Linked DNA regions of Zea mays: region 2 is linked to region 1. A link is a contact called in public Hi-C data. All regions are on one chromosome and are shown on one strand. Each heading gives the region's core, a stretch centred on a gene start, on an enhancer-like site or on the middle of the called end of the contact. The rest is flanking DNA. Distances are from core to core; before and after follow the strand shown. Region 1 holds the start of LOC100501039 (Transmembrane and coiled-coil domain-containing protein 5B). Region 2 holds the start of LOC100282548.

The links. A called contact is a pair of places that touch in the nucleus more often than the background predicts.
Region 2: a Hi-C map of tassel shows a contact between it and region 1, with 4 times the contacts expected there. The contact joins the promoter of LOC100282548 here to the promoter of LOC100501039 in region 1. A contact is called at or near these places in 4 of 25 Hi-C or Micro-C datasets (bundle sheath, ear, leaf and 1 more).

Annotation. Positions count from the first base shown.
Region 1 is chr7:27,753,368-27,757,090 of Zm-B73-REFERENCE-NAM-5.0, forward strand. It overlaps LOC100501039 (Transmembrane and coiled-coil domain-containing protein 5B), which reads right to left and starts at 1,912. Exons shown (of 8, transcript NM_001346059.1): 1 at 1,740-1,912; 2 at 1,505-1,594; 3 at 808-867; 4 at 628-667; 5 at 465-561; 6 at 113-172; 7 at 1-33. The coding sequence starts at 1,846.
Region 2 is chr7:27,896,488-27,900,210 of Zm-B73-REFERENCE-NAM-5.0, forward strand. LOC100282548 reads left to right here and starts at 1,989. Exons shown (of 2, transcript NM_001155456.1): 1 at 1,989-2,380. The coding sequence starts at 2,096.

The DNA of each region.
Region 1 (3,723 bases), core at 662-3,161:
CAAGTTCCGATAATGTGTTGGTCTCCTCCTCCACTGGTTGAAAGAATGACGATGATAGTCAAGTAAACAAGAGTCCATCGCACAAATTTTGGCAAGTCTTCCTACTACTTACTATGATGTTCGTACTTCTCAAGCAATTTCTTCTTTTCAACTTCAACTTTTGACAACAGGTCTGCAGATAACATGTATAAGGATTTTAGTTGATAGGCTAATGTTTTTGTCAAGCCATGCTTTTTAAAGGCACATAATTAAAATCTATTTGTATAACTAGCAAGTAGCAACAAGTCAACAAAAAGCAAATTTCAGTAAACAAAGCACACAGGTTCATTCCAAGGTGTACTCTAAATTCAATCGTGAATTAATAAATCAAGTATCCTAGCTAGTAGTTTGTTTTGGAAATGAAAAAAAAAGAGCCATGCTTCATATGGAAGTGAAGAAATTGATACTGCTCTTGTTTGACCTACCTCTGAAAGTCTGCATGTGAGCATCCTTTTCTTTACAGAACGTATCATATGTTTCCTGAAACTTGCTGTACTCTTCGTTCAGTGAACTCTCACACTGCTAAAGTACAAATCCATGTCATTTTAGAAGAAAATAAAACCCTGGAGTACAGGTTGTTATGAATACCTCTTTGGAAGTGTTAGACAGTACTTTTAACGAATTCTGTCTGCATGCACAAATAGGAACACAGATTAGTGTGTTCTCACAGAAGATGTATATTTTTGTTTAGCTCCCGTAATTATAACTGGCTTCAGATGCTCTCAGTAAGTTAATGGGGGAAAATTGAGTGGTTCAAATACCAAATACCTTTCCTCCTCAAATTTCAGTTGGGTTTCTTCTAGCATAGTCTGAATATCTGCTGCCACACTACAGGTTAAGAAACAATTAACAACAAACTGTAGTGATACAGATGAAGGAATAGGACCTCCAGATTTCATCAGACCATGCATTTAGCCTACTCAGCAGAGAAAAATTCGACAAGTCACATGGATAAACTCACTCTTACAATTATGCGACTACAACTATCATATTATTGGGACGAGGGCCGAACCGGACCTCCATTGCAAGAAGAGTAATACTACTTTAGGAAGAAATTCAGACCACAAGCTATATGGCACAGCAACATCAACAAAACACCAAAGGTTAATCCATGAAACATAAAGCTCCATACACAGAACAGCACAATTATCAAAAATATTGTCTTAATTCCATCCATTCACTACAAAAAAACGCGGGCCATTACGAGTTCCCTTGCCAAAACTGCATTGAAGCCTAAATGGTAGCACAATTGCATTGACTGCAGACGGCAGATAGGACAACATTTCACCAGCAATATGTAAACGCAACAAAAACTGACGAATGTAATCATACAGGCCAATGGTCGGTGCAATCGTAAGTCATCAGCATCATGCAACAAAACATTGACATTAACGAATACCTATGCGATGAGCCCAATTGTTTGCAGTCGCAAGGAGATTCGGATTCCTACAGGTTTGCATCTCACCTGGCAATGACCTGCTCACAGATCTTCTGCCCGTCCTTGTTGGCCCCACCCTTGATAAGCCGCAGCAGGCACACGATCTCCCTGAGGTCACTGCCGCCGCAACCACGGAATTGAACATCTCGGATAATGCCGGGAAACCAAGAAGAAAAGGATCGCTCGCAATCCAACTCGAAAGAGGAATGTTCTAGAGCGAGTCCGTGAGCGAGGGGAGGCGCTGAGGTGAGGCCGGCCGTACCTGACGAGGTCCCCGTCAGAGTCAGAATCAGAGTCGCCGCCGGAGGAGGCGACGTCAGAGTGACGGGGCCGCTTAGCCGGACTCGGAGTGCCGCACGACGCGGCCATCCGTCCTCCCCCGCTGCGATGAGTCGTCGTCGCCGCCGCCGTCGCTGGACGCTGGGGGCAAGGAAGAAGGTGGGAATGAAAAGCCACGCAAGCGAGGAGGCCAGAATTTCAAATTTCGGAATCCCGCCATTCCGATGGCTGGGCCCCGTGAAAAATGTGAGGGGTTTATTGGGCCGAATCTTGCTCTTGCTTCAAGCCCACTGGGATTTTCATGGGTTTTCGTAGCCAGGCTAAACGGTTTGGGTTTACAGCTATTTGGTGGAGCATTTTTTTATAGAAGCTCACCCACTAAAAATAGTTGTGAGTTGTGACTAATTTTCTTTTCAATGATTCTTTATCGGATGTCGGATAATATTTGTTCATATTACACCCCTAGTTATGACTAATTTTTTTTCAATGATTTGCTTGTTTGGTTAGAAAGGAATTAAATATATTTCTACTCAAAATTGAATGGAATGAGATTTAATCCCATCAGTACCCTCGATCCTTATGCAATCGGAATAGGCCTTAAAATAAACTCTTCTTATGGAGTGACTATGTAAGAATAGCAAATCAGGCAACCCGTTAGTTAGCTTATATGCACAAAGGAAGTGTCTTGATGGCTTATATGTATTTCTCATGGCATTGTCTTCGATGGAACTTATCGTAAATAAATTATTTGCCTGAATTCCACTGGACCGCTGGGGGTGAAAATTACTGACTAGTTTTCAATGATTCTGAATTTCCTCCACCCATTGCGCATTCAACCGATAATTGTTCAACAGTAGGGATGAAAACATGTACGATAATTTTCAGTTACCGGAAACCATTCAACCGATAATGCGCAGTGCGCTTGTCTCAGCAGGGAACAGTTGCTGCTGGTGGTGTTGATGCAGTTCATCATAGTGATTTCTGGGACGGACGTACGACGACAAGGACATAGCCTGTGCACACTAGATGAAAGTTGAGCGAGTGTGTGTGTGTGCGCGCGCGCGCGCGCCTTCTCTGTACCGTACGTGCATGCAGGAAAGAAAAAAAACGAGAGCTAAAGTTAGTTTAGTGGAAACCTGTTGTTCCTTTCCTCAGTGGGAAGGCCGGCCCCAGGCTAATGACTTTTGTGCTATCAATTGCTGACTGCTGAGACAAGGAGAAGTGATCGGTAGCTAGCCCCTGAGGTCAAGCGCACTGCGCATTTGCAAAAAATTAAAATGCGGCCGGCCGGGGGGGTATGTCCACCTAATATATCCAGCATCTGGGAGCAGTGAGTAGGATCGTGACAAAACCAGAAGAACTTGATTCATGAGTCGCGGCAGGAAGATTCGGGTAGCATGCATGGCCGATGGAATATAATTGGGAGAGCTTGACTCCATCGGCTCAAGAAAAAGAAACCGGTGCGGTATGCCGGTGCCGGGAGTGACAACTCGGAGTGGAGGGCCCACGGACACTCTAGAGAGGTGGTGGTACCTTTAGAGTTTTTTGCAACGTTCAATTCTAACATAGGACGATGGAGACACCAAGCTTGCCTTGTCTATACTAAGCCCACGTTAGGCTATTCGCACTCATGAAACCCTAAATTTCTACTCTAAAAGAAATATTTCGTCCTGGTCACTGAGATTCTCTACTCTATCCTATAATACTCTGCATTCATATTTACCCTAAATATCTACTCTATACCAACTACAACATATTCTATTATTTATTTTTCAACTCCCTCCAAACCAGCCTCTCACAACGTCTGCGTCAGGCCCCAGCCGTGGTCCCGCCTGTCTCCTGTGCAGTCCCACGGACGCGAACGCTGTATATAGGGTCGTTGCTAGCCAACTGTATTTTAGCGTCGTCTTTCCAGTGAACCGCTGCACCTAAATTCGAACTCTATATCATACGGCATCCTTTCCAGT
Region 2 (3,723 bases), core at 739-3,238, 140 kb after region 1:
GCAAAATTAACATTACACCAAACATAAGAACAAACTGAATAATCTACGCGTCGTAACGAGATCGTAGAAACAAGAACCACTAAATTCGGAGCTATGGTTCACGAGTTATGAATTTCCTAAGGTTTTATGTATTTGATATAAGATTAATTAGAAAATAAATTTTTATGGTGATATTTATGTCAAAACAGAAGTACTACGTGATAAACAATAATATTTAAAAAATTATAGGAATTGAAATGGACTAATTTGGACTTCATATGAATTTTCTATGGATTAAACAAATTCTAGCCAATATTTTTACATTAAAAATCAATTTCTAAATTTATTTATTGAATTACTCGGGTCTCTGGTTCGAGCGCATAAAACTGAAAAGTAGAGGGGCCACAGCGCAAGAAATACTAGACTCAGTGAACACTCGCCCGAGGACCGCGGGTTTATACTTAATAAATCCAGGGGCTTTTATATAAGATGGGCGGCCGAAAGGGTATCGTAAGTCCTGAGTCGTCCGATCAAGCGTGAACGGCCTGGATTAAATCCACTACCCAGCGAACCGGTACGCAATCTAAGCCTTTCGATCTAACTTGGACGTTTCAGATTTAAATAACGTAATCCCACTCACGTCCAATCGATCGGAATCGAATGGCCCACGCCACATCTGACCGGACCGGTATTCTGTTTCTAATCGCCGCCATCCAATCGAGGATCAATGACCAACACTCGTCTTCACCACTTGACGGCACGCCGGCGGCCACCATGGACTGACGGCGGAGCACCCACCCCTCCGGTGATCCACTACCGATGCCCTAGAGCTTCCGAACTAAAATTAATAGGTTCTATCGCAACCTGGAAAGAAATGGGAGTCGGGCCACTACCTTACCCGCACTGGAAGGTAGTAGAGGTCACTGACCACAGCGCAGGGCAGACTGAAGGGTTGGTTGAAGCTCGACGGCGAATTCCCAGTCGCCCACACCCTTGTCTGTGCAGCGGTGACCACACACGCGAGCGGCGTTCCCGAATAAGCAAGCAGCCCACATGCTTGAGGCGCGACCCCGTCAAACGCGCCAATCTCACCTCGGCGGATCCCGAGCTCCCGTGTTGTCTTCTCCCTCTATGCCAGGCGAGGCTCCCAACGACTCGGTGCAGCCTCGAATTGGTGGATGGAGGGAAGGGGGTCGCGGAGCTTCGGCTTTTATGCACCACGGTGAAGTCCGAGCGGAGGGAACCTAACAGCGAACATCGCGGCGAGGGAGTGCTGACCATGCGAGCATGGCGGGTTCTGTTGAGATGCGCACGGAGCAAGGAATAGGTGATGACAGGGCGGCCCCACTAGTAAGCCACATACGTGAACGACAGTGAGCGCCATGGGTTGAGCGGGGAGAGAAGCTGAGTTGGGCCGGCCGAAGAGGAAAACGGCCCAGCCGGGATTTCTCTATTTTCTCTTTTTCCTTTCTATATTCTTCTCCCATTTATAATCCCTCCCTTTAAATTCAATTCAACTCATGTTATGAACTCCCAAGTTTTCAAATATCAAACACACCCTTGAAGAAAATATAACATCTATTATTTCCAATATTTTATTTGTTGTTTTCCTTGTCATTTATTTAGGGGGAAATAAATGATTTCCTTTAAATTCCCATCCTTTTCTTTTCTGTTCCCTTTTTATTTTCAAATTCTAATTTTTTTAAACTCAAATTGTTTCACAAATTTGAATACAAATACAAGAATTTTATTATGAGGTGCCCATTTTTTGTATTTATTTATTTTATTATTCGACTAATATAATCCTATTACTTGAACTTGTTAAACTAAAAGGGATCAATTAATCGCCTTAGGTTTCATAATCCCAAAGCATTATCATATAGATATATTTATTCATTATTTTTATTATAGTTTTTTTATATAAGTTTTGGGCCTTACATTAGGCCCACATACGAACTCGCCAAGAGCGTCAGACAAGCTCACTTGGACCCCTCTTCGGCTCTTCCCACAATCTCACAGCCCTCGAAGGCACCACCCGCGCCGCCGCCACCGCTCCGAAATTACAGCCATCGTAGTGCGGCGGCTAGGTCGGCCGGCGTTTGGAGGAGCTCCGAAGATGTGGTGCCAGTCGTGCAAGGAAGGGTACGACGAGGAGGACGCCGGGACCTGCAAGGAGTGCTACGAGGAGGCCAGCGAGACGGAGGAGGAGCTCAAGCGGGAGATCGACGACCTCCGCTCCCGCCTCCTCTTCCTCCGCCTCCCCTCCCCTACCCTCGACGCCGCATCCGCCCCCAACTGCGACCTCCTCCTCCACGCCATCCCCTCCACCGGCGCGGGAGGCGAACGCGATGCTGGGCGCACCCCCGACACACCCGCCGTGCCCGCCCATCGCGTCATCCTTGTGGGTCCCCTTTCCTTCACAACTTCTAGCTTCCTTTGTGCGATTCTGGTTTGATTACGTAGTTTGTGTTCAGTCTTTGACAGACCTTTGAATCGACTAGTCTTAGAATTAAACCTATTCCTAGAATGTAAACAGGAAGGTGGTCAAGACATGATTCCTAACAGTGGATTGAACAGTTCTAGTAGCTTACTGTCCTACTGACCAATCTACTGTGGACTGTGGTACTCACCTGTCTTACTTAATTGAGACATGATGTGGTGGGCAAGGTTATTAAAACAACTAAACGTTGAAACGCTCATGGGTGAGTTTTAACTTTTAAACGGTTTAAACAAAGTTTAAACGTAGTTTTAAACAACATAGGGAAATTTCAATATATCATAATTTCAGGCAATTATATCAAGTCAAATACCAAACAACCAACATAAGTTCACATAATAATATTGTGCAAAATGACATGTCCACAACCACATTACCACAATAACAGTGGAGCACCCTTCATCAATCCTTCTTCCTTCAGCAAGCGAGCAACAGGAGGCTAGATTACTCACCAGTGGAGCATACGCCAGCGAACAGTGGGACAGTCAGTCTCTGTACTCTGTAGTCCTGCCGCAGTGGGACAGCAGAGGCGGAGCTGGAGGGGCTGGCAGCGCCGGACGGGCGGCGCAGGAGGGAGGACGGCCTGGAGCGCGGCGGCACGCAGAGGCTCTGAGGCGGGGCTGGAGGACGGCCTCGAGAGCAGCCGCCTGGAGCGGCCTAGAGGGAGGACGACCTGGAGAGCAGCTGCCTGGAGCGGCGGCGGCCTGGAGCAGCGGCACGCAGAGGCGGGGCTGGCGGCGCCGGACGGGCGGCGCAGGAGTGTTGGAGCAGCGGCAGCGGCGGCCTGGAGGCTGGAGCGCGCCCTGGAGTGCGGCGGCTGGTGAGAACGCGAGTTCCTAATTGGGCTGGTGATAGTGCGGCCTGTAGCGGCGGCCTGGGCGGGAGTTTCTAATTGGGCTGGGCCAATTTCTAGCAGCAGACGCATTAAACGCCCGAAACGCGGCGTTTCACTCTATACCGCGTTTAAACGTCAAAACGCGACGTTTAAACGACGTTTTACGACGAATCGTAAAACGTTTTGTCGTTTCACTTTCTGTCAGCGTTTTATAGTTTAAACGACGTTTAAACGTCGTTTTAATAAGCATGGTGGTGGGCAATGTAAAATGTCAAAATGGTTAAAGGAAATTCTAAAGCTACATGTAAACGACCATATCTAAATGCTTCTTATATCATCTAGGACGATGTGGTAAATTGGACAGACCATAAACGGGTCCTCGGTATCTGGTGCGGTGATGGCATATACAGCC